2 separate regions of the Mus musculus genome follow, and region 2 is linked to region 1. A link is a contact called in public Hi-C data. All regions are on one chromosome and are shown on one strand. The core of a region is the stretch at or near the end of the contact, and the rest is flanking DNA. Distances in the headings are between cores, read along the strand shown. Region 1 has its middle 34 kb from the start of Gm27162. Region 2 overlaps Gm27166 (a long non-coding RNA gene).

Region 1 (4,355 bases), core at 938-3,437:
CCAACAGCACCTGCTAGTTCACCATCACTTAGACGGTGAGGTGGTAAGAATGTAATCCTTCCTCTTTATTCTCAGCCCAGAGGGTTTCTTTTTTTAATCCAAGGTCACCAGAATTTTCTGTCCTTCTGGGGAATGCTCTGTGATGTAAACCTTCCGTGCTCAAAACCACTGTTCATTGTGAACAATGACATCATTTTCATTTCCTTATTGTGTCAAAACACAAAGGCAACCAGAAAGCTTTCTTGTTGTCAATAGAAGTGGTCTCTTCATAGAACTTGGAAGGGGCCCGAGTAGGGTATGAGACCTTTGAAGACAATTTGCAAAGCTACCTTGGTAAATACAGATTTAGACTGAGTGAATTCTGAGGTGTTCATTAGAACGTGTTTGCTTACATTTAAGTCTATTTAGTCTGTTGTAATAGGGTTTTTTGTTTGTTTGTTTGTTTGTTTTTGATAAACACCAGAAGTTCATTGCTCATAGTTGCAGAAGGTTAGGAAGTTCAAGATGAAGGTGCTGGAAGATTCAAGGTCCTCTGAGGGTTGGTTCTCATAGGTAGTGCTATCTACGTTATCCAGCAGGGGGATGAACACACTTCTTTAGGTCTGCTTCATAAGTCTATCAATCCCAGTGATGATGGTGGAGCCTTCCTGACTTAATCTCTCCCAGTGTTTCATGTCCTAATATTAACACACTGGGGAGTGGACTTCAAATGTGTATATGGATGTGACGTGTAGATTGTAGCAAATACGGTCATTTGGTTCTTTTCCTTTTTCTGAGGGTGACTCTTCTTTGAATGGATAAAGAGTTAATTTTCACAGATCATCTAAGATATCTGAAAATATTTCTTTCAAACCACAAAGGAAAATGACAGCCATATACAGTCATTTTAATGTTCCTGTTCTTTTGGTTTTGTTTTCTTGTGATGGCATCTCCTGTGTAGCCCAGGCTGCCTGCAAACTTGTAGTTCTTTGTCCTCTGGAGGCATGCAAAGCTGTGCCTAGTTAAGGAGCGTTTGTTTTCCCCTTTTGCATTGCCGACTTGCACTGGTTGACTTTTGGGTATATGCCCCATAAAGGAAAAGGTTACCATTTTAGCTCTGGCTTTTCATTTCTGAAAGAACTTTCAGATAAAAATAATTCTGTGTCTGTGAGAATTGTTGAAGGACGTGGGAATCTTCTGGAGATCCTTACTTTGTAGGGCGTCAAGAACATCCTGATGTTACAGTTTGACACTCTCATTGCTATCACACAGCTGTGCCAGAAAAGAACCAGAAGCCCATGCTTGATTGGACTGAGTGTCTACGGTTTTGGTATAAAAGATCTAGGAACTCATTATAGAAAGGAGAAACCAACTACAGGGCAAGAAAATACAAGGCAAGCCTATAGCCCTCCCCACGGACCCTCCTATCACTCAGAGAGGGAGATGGAGAGGGAGAGGGGGAGGCAGAGGGAGAGGGGGAGGGAGGAGGTTGCACTGTATAGCTACATTCTGGTGTTTCTATTTTAAAGGCATTTTGGACATTTTAAAAAAAACTATAGCACATATAGAACCATGTCATTGTTACAGATCTACAGTAATATCAGTGGGCATTCATATCATAGATTCAGTGATATATTCAGCCAGCCTTGTCCATGGAATCTATTTTATTTTATCATTCTCAATTATTCTTCTTCTCAATCATCAAAAACTGAGCAGCAAAAAGGCTGAGCAAGAGCTTGCTGTTCCATCAGGGTGACCTGAGTTCAATCCCTAGAACCTATGGAAAGGTGAAAGGAAAGGACCAACTTAACAAAATTACCCCATGACCTCCACATATGTGTCAAGGCATGTGTGCCCCCTCACAATAATAATAAAAACTGAAAAATACATCAATAAATCTGTTTTTAGGAGCCTTCACCAACTGAAGTATGTTTTGAACAATCACAAAACCGCAATCAAAAGCAATATTCCTTTTTAACCCTTTCTTGGTGAGAACTGGATTACAGAAGAAATTCAATAGAACAGTTGAACCCTTTGTTCCGAAAACAAATTTCATGTTCTTATTTTAAATGAGATCAACTTGTAGACAGGAGAAAGATCTGATAGCTTTCTTCCTGTTAAAAAAAAATAAGTCTCTTTCAGCATTGAAAAGCAGAAGTAATGAGTTTCTAAGCAGCTAAGATCCTGTTTACATGCAAATATCAGCAGTGACAAGAAGAGACACGGTACAAGAATTACGCAGGAAATTTGGTGTAAAACAGAATTCCCTGTAATCAAATCTTTGGGGTGGCTTTGTAATGGTTTGGCTTTCCACAACAAGTCAACAGTTATATATGTTGACACCATCTGAATGGCTCTGCCCCAGAGTGAACCCTGACTTCAGTAGATGCCATCTGTCTAGGAAGGAAGAATCTTCTCACAAAACAAAGGCCGAGAAGGTGTTTGCGTATGTATGCTTATCTCTTCAGAGGACCTGCATATAAATTTCAGATCTGTGATATTTAGGCCTTTGTCATTAACTCTCAAAAAACCCAGGGAATATTGGAATGTAAATATTTCTACTATTAGTCTGTGAACCCTTTAATATATATTGCTCTGTTATTTTTTTTTAAGATTTATTTATTTATTTATTTATTTATTTATTTATTTATTTATTATATGTAAGTACACTGTAGCTGTCCTCAGACACTCCAGAAGAGGGAGTCAGATCTCGTTACGTATGGTTGTGAGCCACCATGTGGTTGCTGGGATTTGAACTCCTGACCTTCAGAAGAGCAGTCAGGTGCTCTTACCCACTGAGCCATCTCACCAGCCAGCTCTGTTATTTTTAGAATTAACTTTAAACCTTGCAATGTAGTGAATAGACGCTACTCTCTCTTATCCAAAGCGTCATAGTTTGAATGAGAGATGTCTTTGAATACTCGGTCTTCAGTTAGTGATGCTGCTTGGGCAAACTATAGAACTTTTATGGGGTGAAGCCTTGCTGGAGAAAAAACGACATTGGAAGTTGGAAGGGGGAGGGGGAGAGCTTTATTAAGATTATTAGATTATTAACTTATTCTACTTCCTGTTCTCTTTCTTTCTCTATCTGGAACAAATATGGTCTGCCAGGTTCCTGCTCTGACTAGCATGCCATGTCTTCCCCACCCTCTGGAACTTCTTCCCCAAGAGCCTTCTGGAACTGTCAGCCAACATAAACTCCTCCTTACGTTGATTTTGGTTGGGCTATTTTATCACAACAGAAAACAAAATAATATATTCAGAATTTTTTCCAAAGACTCTTCTTTAGAACAATTTTACAGCAATCCTGGAAGGTTAGAAGACATAGACAATGGATCTATGCTGGAAGAGACAAGTCAATAACTTGAGCTATGATTGGGTCTCTTTATCAGTGGAGTGTTTACTTCTTATATTCTGTGTGGGGGGGTGTCGTTCATAGACCACAAACAGAAAGATAAACAAACAGACAAACTGCTCCTGTGTCCCCACCCTTAACAGTTTAATTTGGTTCAAATATTTTGTTAGGGATCATAAGCAAATCACATCTGAATAGCACTGGAGTTTTTTCTGAGTGGATGATGGATTGTAACTTCCACCTTTTCAAATTATGAGAAATAATTGGCTATATTTAAACCTATTAACGCATAGAATATTTTGACATGACTGCCTGAATTAACAAAACACTGAAATTTATACTGCGTTGCAGGGTTAGGTCTATAAATGCCTATTTTAGAAGAGAATAAAGATTTCAAATTAATTAGAAGGAAAGGAAATTAGACAAGAAAGAAGGAACTAATACAGGTTAGGGCAAAAATAATACAAAGGAAATATAAAAAGGAGAGAGAAAAATCAGGAACAATGAAGCTGGTTTTTGAAAAACACAAGACAACCACAGATGTGAGCTTCATAGGGTAAAGTCAGAGCAGCAGAATCTAAAGGGAAGGGGATATAGCTACTGGCTTACTAAGAAAGGGTAATTACAAAGACTACCAAGAACAATTATACACTCACATACTTAGTACAGCAGACAAAAGGGATATGTTTCTACAACGCTAAAAGCTACTCAAGCCAGTTCCAGGAGAAATAGACAATCAGAAATCATATTAGCAAACAAAGATTTTTGAAATATTAAGAACCAGCCAGCCAAAAAAGCAGAAAACTTTCCACAGTATAAAGTCTGGGATTAGATGGGTTTATAACCATGAAGAGTCAATGGCAAGTCTCTTTTTTTTTTTCTCGAGACAGGGTTTCTCTGTGTAGCCTTGGCTGTCCTGGAACTCACGCTGTAGACCAGGCTGGCCTCGAACTCAGAAATCTGCCTGCCTCTGCCTTCCAAGTGCTGGGATTAAAGGCGTGTACCACCACGCCCGGCTTAT
Region 2 (4,931 bases), core at 1,487-3,986, 120 kb after region 1:
CTCAAACAAACCAGTAGATGCTTTCTAGGATGTAGAGAAAGAGGAACACTCCTCCATTGCTGGTGGGACTGCCAGCTGGTACAACCACTCTGGAAAACAATCTGTCAGTTCCTCAGAAAATTCAAAATAGTTCTACCTGAAGACCCAGCATATACCCAAAAGATGCTCCAACATATAACAAGGACACATGCTCTGCTATGTTTATGGCAGCCTTATTTATAATAACCAGACGCTGCAAACAACCCAGATGTCCCTCAAGGAAAGAATTGATACAAAAAAATGTGGTACATTTACACAGTGGAGTACTACTCAGATATTAGAAAAAAAATGACTTCATGAAAATATCATGCTGAGTGAGGTAACCCAGACACAAAAGGACACACATTGTATGTACTCACTGATAAGTGGATATTAGCCCCAAAGCTCAGAATACCCACGATGCAACTCACAGACCATGTGAAGCTTAAAAAGAAGGAAGATGAAGGTGTGGATGCTTCAATACTATTTAAAAATAATCACAGAAAGTAGGGAGAGGGAGAGACCATGGAGTGAGAGAGGAGAGGGAGGGAAAATGGGGGGAACAGGATCAGGGGTGGGAAGAGACAAGAGAGAAGTTCAGAGGGTCAGGAAAATGAATAGAAAAATGTAGCCATGAGGGGTGGGGAACTGGGGAGAGCTTCTAGAAAGTACCAGATACTGGAGAAGTGAGAGCTTCTCAGAATCCAGTGGGGATGACACTAGCTGAAATACCCTACAAAGGGGAGGTAGAACCTGTAGAGACCACCCCCCAGTTGAGGGATAGGGTCAACTACCCATCTCAAAATTTTTAACCCAGAATTGTTCCTGTATAAAGGAAATGAAGAGATAAATGATGGAGCAGAGACTGCCCTACTTAGGGATCCATCCCATCTGCAGACAACAAACCCAGATGCTATTGCTGATGCCAAGAAGTGCTTGCTGACAGGAGCCTGGTATAGATGTCTCCTGAGAAGTTCTGCCAGCACCTGACTAATACAGATACAGATACAGCCAACCGTTGAACTGAGCTCAGAAACTCCAACGGAAGAGTTAGGGGAAGGACTGAAAGAGCTGAAAGAGATTGCAACCCCACAGGTAGAAAAATGATATCAACTAACCAGAACCCCCAGAGCTCCCAGGGACTAAACCACCAACCGAAAAGTTTACATGGACAGGTCCATGGTTCCAGTTACATATGTAGGAGAGGATTGCCTTATTTGGAATCACTGAGAGGCAAGACCCTTGGTCCCATGGAGGTCTGATGCCCCAGCATAGGAGGATGCTAGAGCGGTGAGGTTGAAATGGAGGGTGGTGGGTGGAGGAGCACCCTCTTAGAGGCAAAGAGGAGGGGGGATGAAATTGGGACGTTGAGGAGGGGAGACCGAGAAGGGGGACAACATTTGAAATATAAATAAATAAACAACCAATAAAAATGATGAAATTGTAAAAAAAATTGATGGAGGACATAGGAGGGTAGGTAAGGTATTAGAAGGGAGTGGTTGGATTCTATCAAAACGAGTTGTCTGTATGTATGAGTATCAATTAAAATATATATTTTAAACTTTATGGTTCAGCCCAAATTCTAGAATTGAATTCTGTAATTAGATTTAGAATCAAATACATGACTTTGACTTTGATTACTTTTGAACAATTACTAAAAATTTTTTTTCTAACCCTCTTAATTTTATTTGTAAAAAGCAGCTACAAAGATTTTAAAAGAAAATGAAGCACACATTGCTATTACAGAAGGAAAAGTTTCCAGATGAACTAGATATTAGCTACTTTTCAGGACCCTTCATGATCTGAGATTATACACAGATGTGACTTTCAGCCAGAATAATCAATTTGGGATTATTGGCGGCTGAGACATTGTGCCCATGAAAGAGGTTGGTTTTCTTCACTTCGCTGAGCTCTCACTGTGATGATAATGGAGAAGTCTTGTCCCTGGGTACTTAGCTCTGACCTTCAGAGCTGGTTCAAGAACGAAGTTGGGGATCGGCCTGTCTCCCTTTTGCATTTGGCACCACATTAAATCCATATCTGATCTTCAGGAAACAATGCACGCTGGAGAATGTGCTTGGCTTTGCCATCGATGGCAGCAGGGACTTTGAATCGTTCTTGAAAGCAATTCAACCACAAGGACACAATGAGGCTTTTCAGTTTTCCTACAGCTTTCCTCAAAATGTGTCTGGAAGCTTAGCTGTGGTTAAAGAATGCCCATTTAGATGTTCAATAACTCTGAGCAAAGGGCTCTGGCTTTCTGAAGGTGTAGTCTCAAAGCTGCAGTTAAAGCTGTGGGCATGACTCAGCTTCCGGTCACATCAGCACAGGTTAACGCTTGTAGCTGCTTGTGAAGTTGCTTTCTCAGGGTTTTGCTCACTCCTTAGGTTTTGCCAGAAGCTTATCTGATTTTGTTTGTTTGTTTGTTTTGTTTTCGTTCTGTTCTCAGGTGACACTGCTGCACAGGTCAGCAGATGGCACTACTGAATGGAGGTGGCAGAGAGGCTTCATAAAAGGGTTTTTCCCTTCCTCCTCATACCAGGAATGTGCTGTCTTTGCATAATGAACTGGGAAGAGTTTGCTATAACGGTAGATCCACTTTGAGTACTGAGAAGAGCTCTAAAATTAAGCTCATTTCTACTCTCCCCTTCTCCGTCTATCCCCCTTCACTCTGCCTACTAGAATTTCACGCTAAGCACAATTCTTCCAGAAATTTGAGACTAGGATGAGGCTTTAGTCACCATTCTCAGTCTCAGAGTGCCACCTTTTGGAACACACTCTCCACTCTCCGTTGTTTCCTAAAAGGGAGTTCCAGACAGCTGGTTCCTGGGGTGAATTTTCACAATTGCACTTCCTTGGTTATGGTTTGACATAATTTCCCTAGAGAGTTAAGGCTTAGGGTATGATAATATACCTTGAATCTGCAGAGCATTAAAGGGGAGGATATTGTCAGATATACGATCTAACCACGGACACAGGCCAGACGCAGTCCTTACTAAAGGAGAGGGCCTGCTTGTCCTGGTCCACCTTTCCCTGGTTTGCTTCTGCTGTGATCTATCAACGCCTTCCTTCCCCCTTCCTTATGCACAATGCTCAGTTAATATCTTCCTTTAGCCTTGCAGACAGGAGCTCACTTATGGCCATATATTCCAGGTGACAACAGTGTCTTTTCAGAGGAGCACAAACAGGAACGCCACAGAAGAGCTTCGGGCTCTTTTGCAAGACAGCTTCACTGACAAATTTCTCCCAGTGTGGAGCAGGCTGGAGGGCCTCTTTAATAAATGGGGTCAACTTTGATTGTTTGTTTCATTGATGATTTGAAATATATTTCTGGCATTAACTAAAAGCAGATGGCTGAAATATAAAAAAGAAAAACCTATCTAGGTGGAACTGTTGGAGGGAACGTTATAATGGCTGGGAATAAGGAGATAGGGCTTTGTGGTTGGAAATTCTGCTTAAAGGGAAGATCTTCTAAGTGGTCTCCAGTCAGGCTTGCTATGTGCCAGGGCTTCTGAATTCCAGTTCAGGCTGGTGATGTGACTGCATCTACACTGTCCTGCTGCCCGTCCATTCACTGGTGCACTGCTCTCGCTAGTGATGTTTATGGCTGTAGTGAGTAAAAGCTACTGGTATGTTGTCCATTTTGCCTTTAACCAAAAATATTGGTCTGCTAGCAGCTCAGTTTAGATAGAAACACTGTTAGAGACAACCTGTGAGGCGAATGGTGGAGCAAGGCTCTGATACGGTTTTTGGGCTACATTTTAGGAATGACAATAGAATGATTTCTCTGGGTCCAGTTTTATTTATCCCTAAAAGCTATTCACTTTCTTCAATAGTAACCCTCCCACCTCGAATCACCTTACCTTCTTTATCTTAAGATAGTATGCTGTGGGAAAAAAGATGAAAAAATTCAAAATCATGATACACTTCTCTTGATGTAAGTTCTTAGTAAGTTCTGTTCTGTTCTTAGTAAGTTCTCAAGACTTTGCACAAACCTACGAAGGGGCACATGGCAGAAGCATGCCCTATCCCCACCCCTGTCAACAGCCTAGTCCAAGATGCTGTGAGTATGTAGCCACTACCCCATCCGTGGCTTCCCATTCTTCTGCTCTGTCCCCACACTATGGTTATGCAGCTTAAGAGAATTTTGAGCATGTTGCTTTCCTGGTTTGCAAAGACCCACACCCATTTCTAGACACCCACGAAGGTTCTGAACTCTTCTTCTGGATCAACTATGGCTGCAGGCCAGCTGCCCCTGTTCCAAACAGTCTCCTCACCACCCTCTCCCACCAGTTGCACTGCAATTTGTTTGAATTTCTCCAGCATTATTTCTTTCTGAATTACACCTCCTTCAGTTTTTGCCTATGGGACTTCTCTTTACCACTCAAGGTTCGATATAGAAATTTTCAGTCTTCATTCAATGCTGTGATTCAACATGGAGGAAGTCACAACCTCCCCTCCACTTTTATATCATTTTATTGGCCATTTTATTATATTATCTACCATAATTTGTATTAATTTTTTTTACTTATATAAGTCTCACATTGATCTTAACTGACTTGAAGACAGGAACCTTACTGACTTAATTTTGTTTGATAAAAGCAAAATTAGGCAATCATACTTAGTGTGTAATATATCATGAAGATTCCCTAAATATTTGATAACTGAACAAATAAATAATTGGAGTAGAACTAGGTATATCTGTTTTGTAGACCCTGTTAGGTCGACAAACCTCTATTGGGAAGTTTTGGAGAGTTAAACTCCCAGGTCCTGGACTTCTAGCATGCACAGTGAGTATAAAAGAATACATGATGTCTAAGGTCTCTTCAGGTTCATTAATTGTGTGGTTTGATTTCTTCTGTCCCCTGTATCCATGCATAAGAATCTTAATTATTTATCATTGTAGTGTTAGA

The links. A called contact is a pair of places that touch in the nucleus more often than the background predicts.
Region 2: a contact with region 1 is called in a Hi-C map of CD4 T cells, with 2.3 times the contacts expected there. The contact joins two enhancer-like sites. A contact is called at or near these places in 1 of 15 datasets of contacts at CTCF or cohesin (pro-B cells) and 8 of 484 Hi-C or Micro-C datasets (B cells, the C10 cell line, CD4 T cells and 3 more).

Annotation. Positions count from the first base shown.
Region 1 is chr9:32,960,719-32,965,073 of GRCm38.p6, forward strand. No RefSeq gene overlaps it. Among named protein-coding and RNA genes, the nearest start is that of Gm27162, 34 kb to the left of the region's middle. Within about 2 kb of position 2,188, at least 16 of the 459 cell types and tissues checked have an H3K27ac peak or open chromatin away from gene starts, as enhancers often do.
Region 2 is chr9:33,078,120-33,083,050 of GRCm38.p6, forward strand. All of the region lies in intron 1 of Gm27166 (a long non-coding RNA gene), which reads left to right. Among named protein-coding and RNA genes, the nearest start is that of Gm27166, 49 kb to the left of the region's middle. Within about 2 kb of position 2,737, at least 29 of the 459 cell types and tissues checked have an H3K27ac peak or open chromatin away from gene starts, as enhancers often do.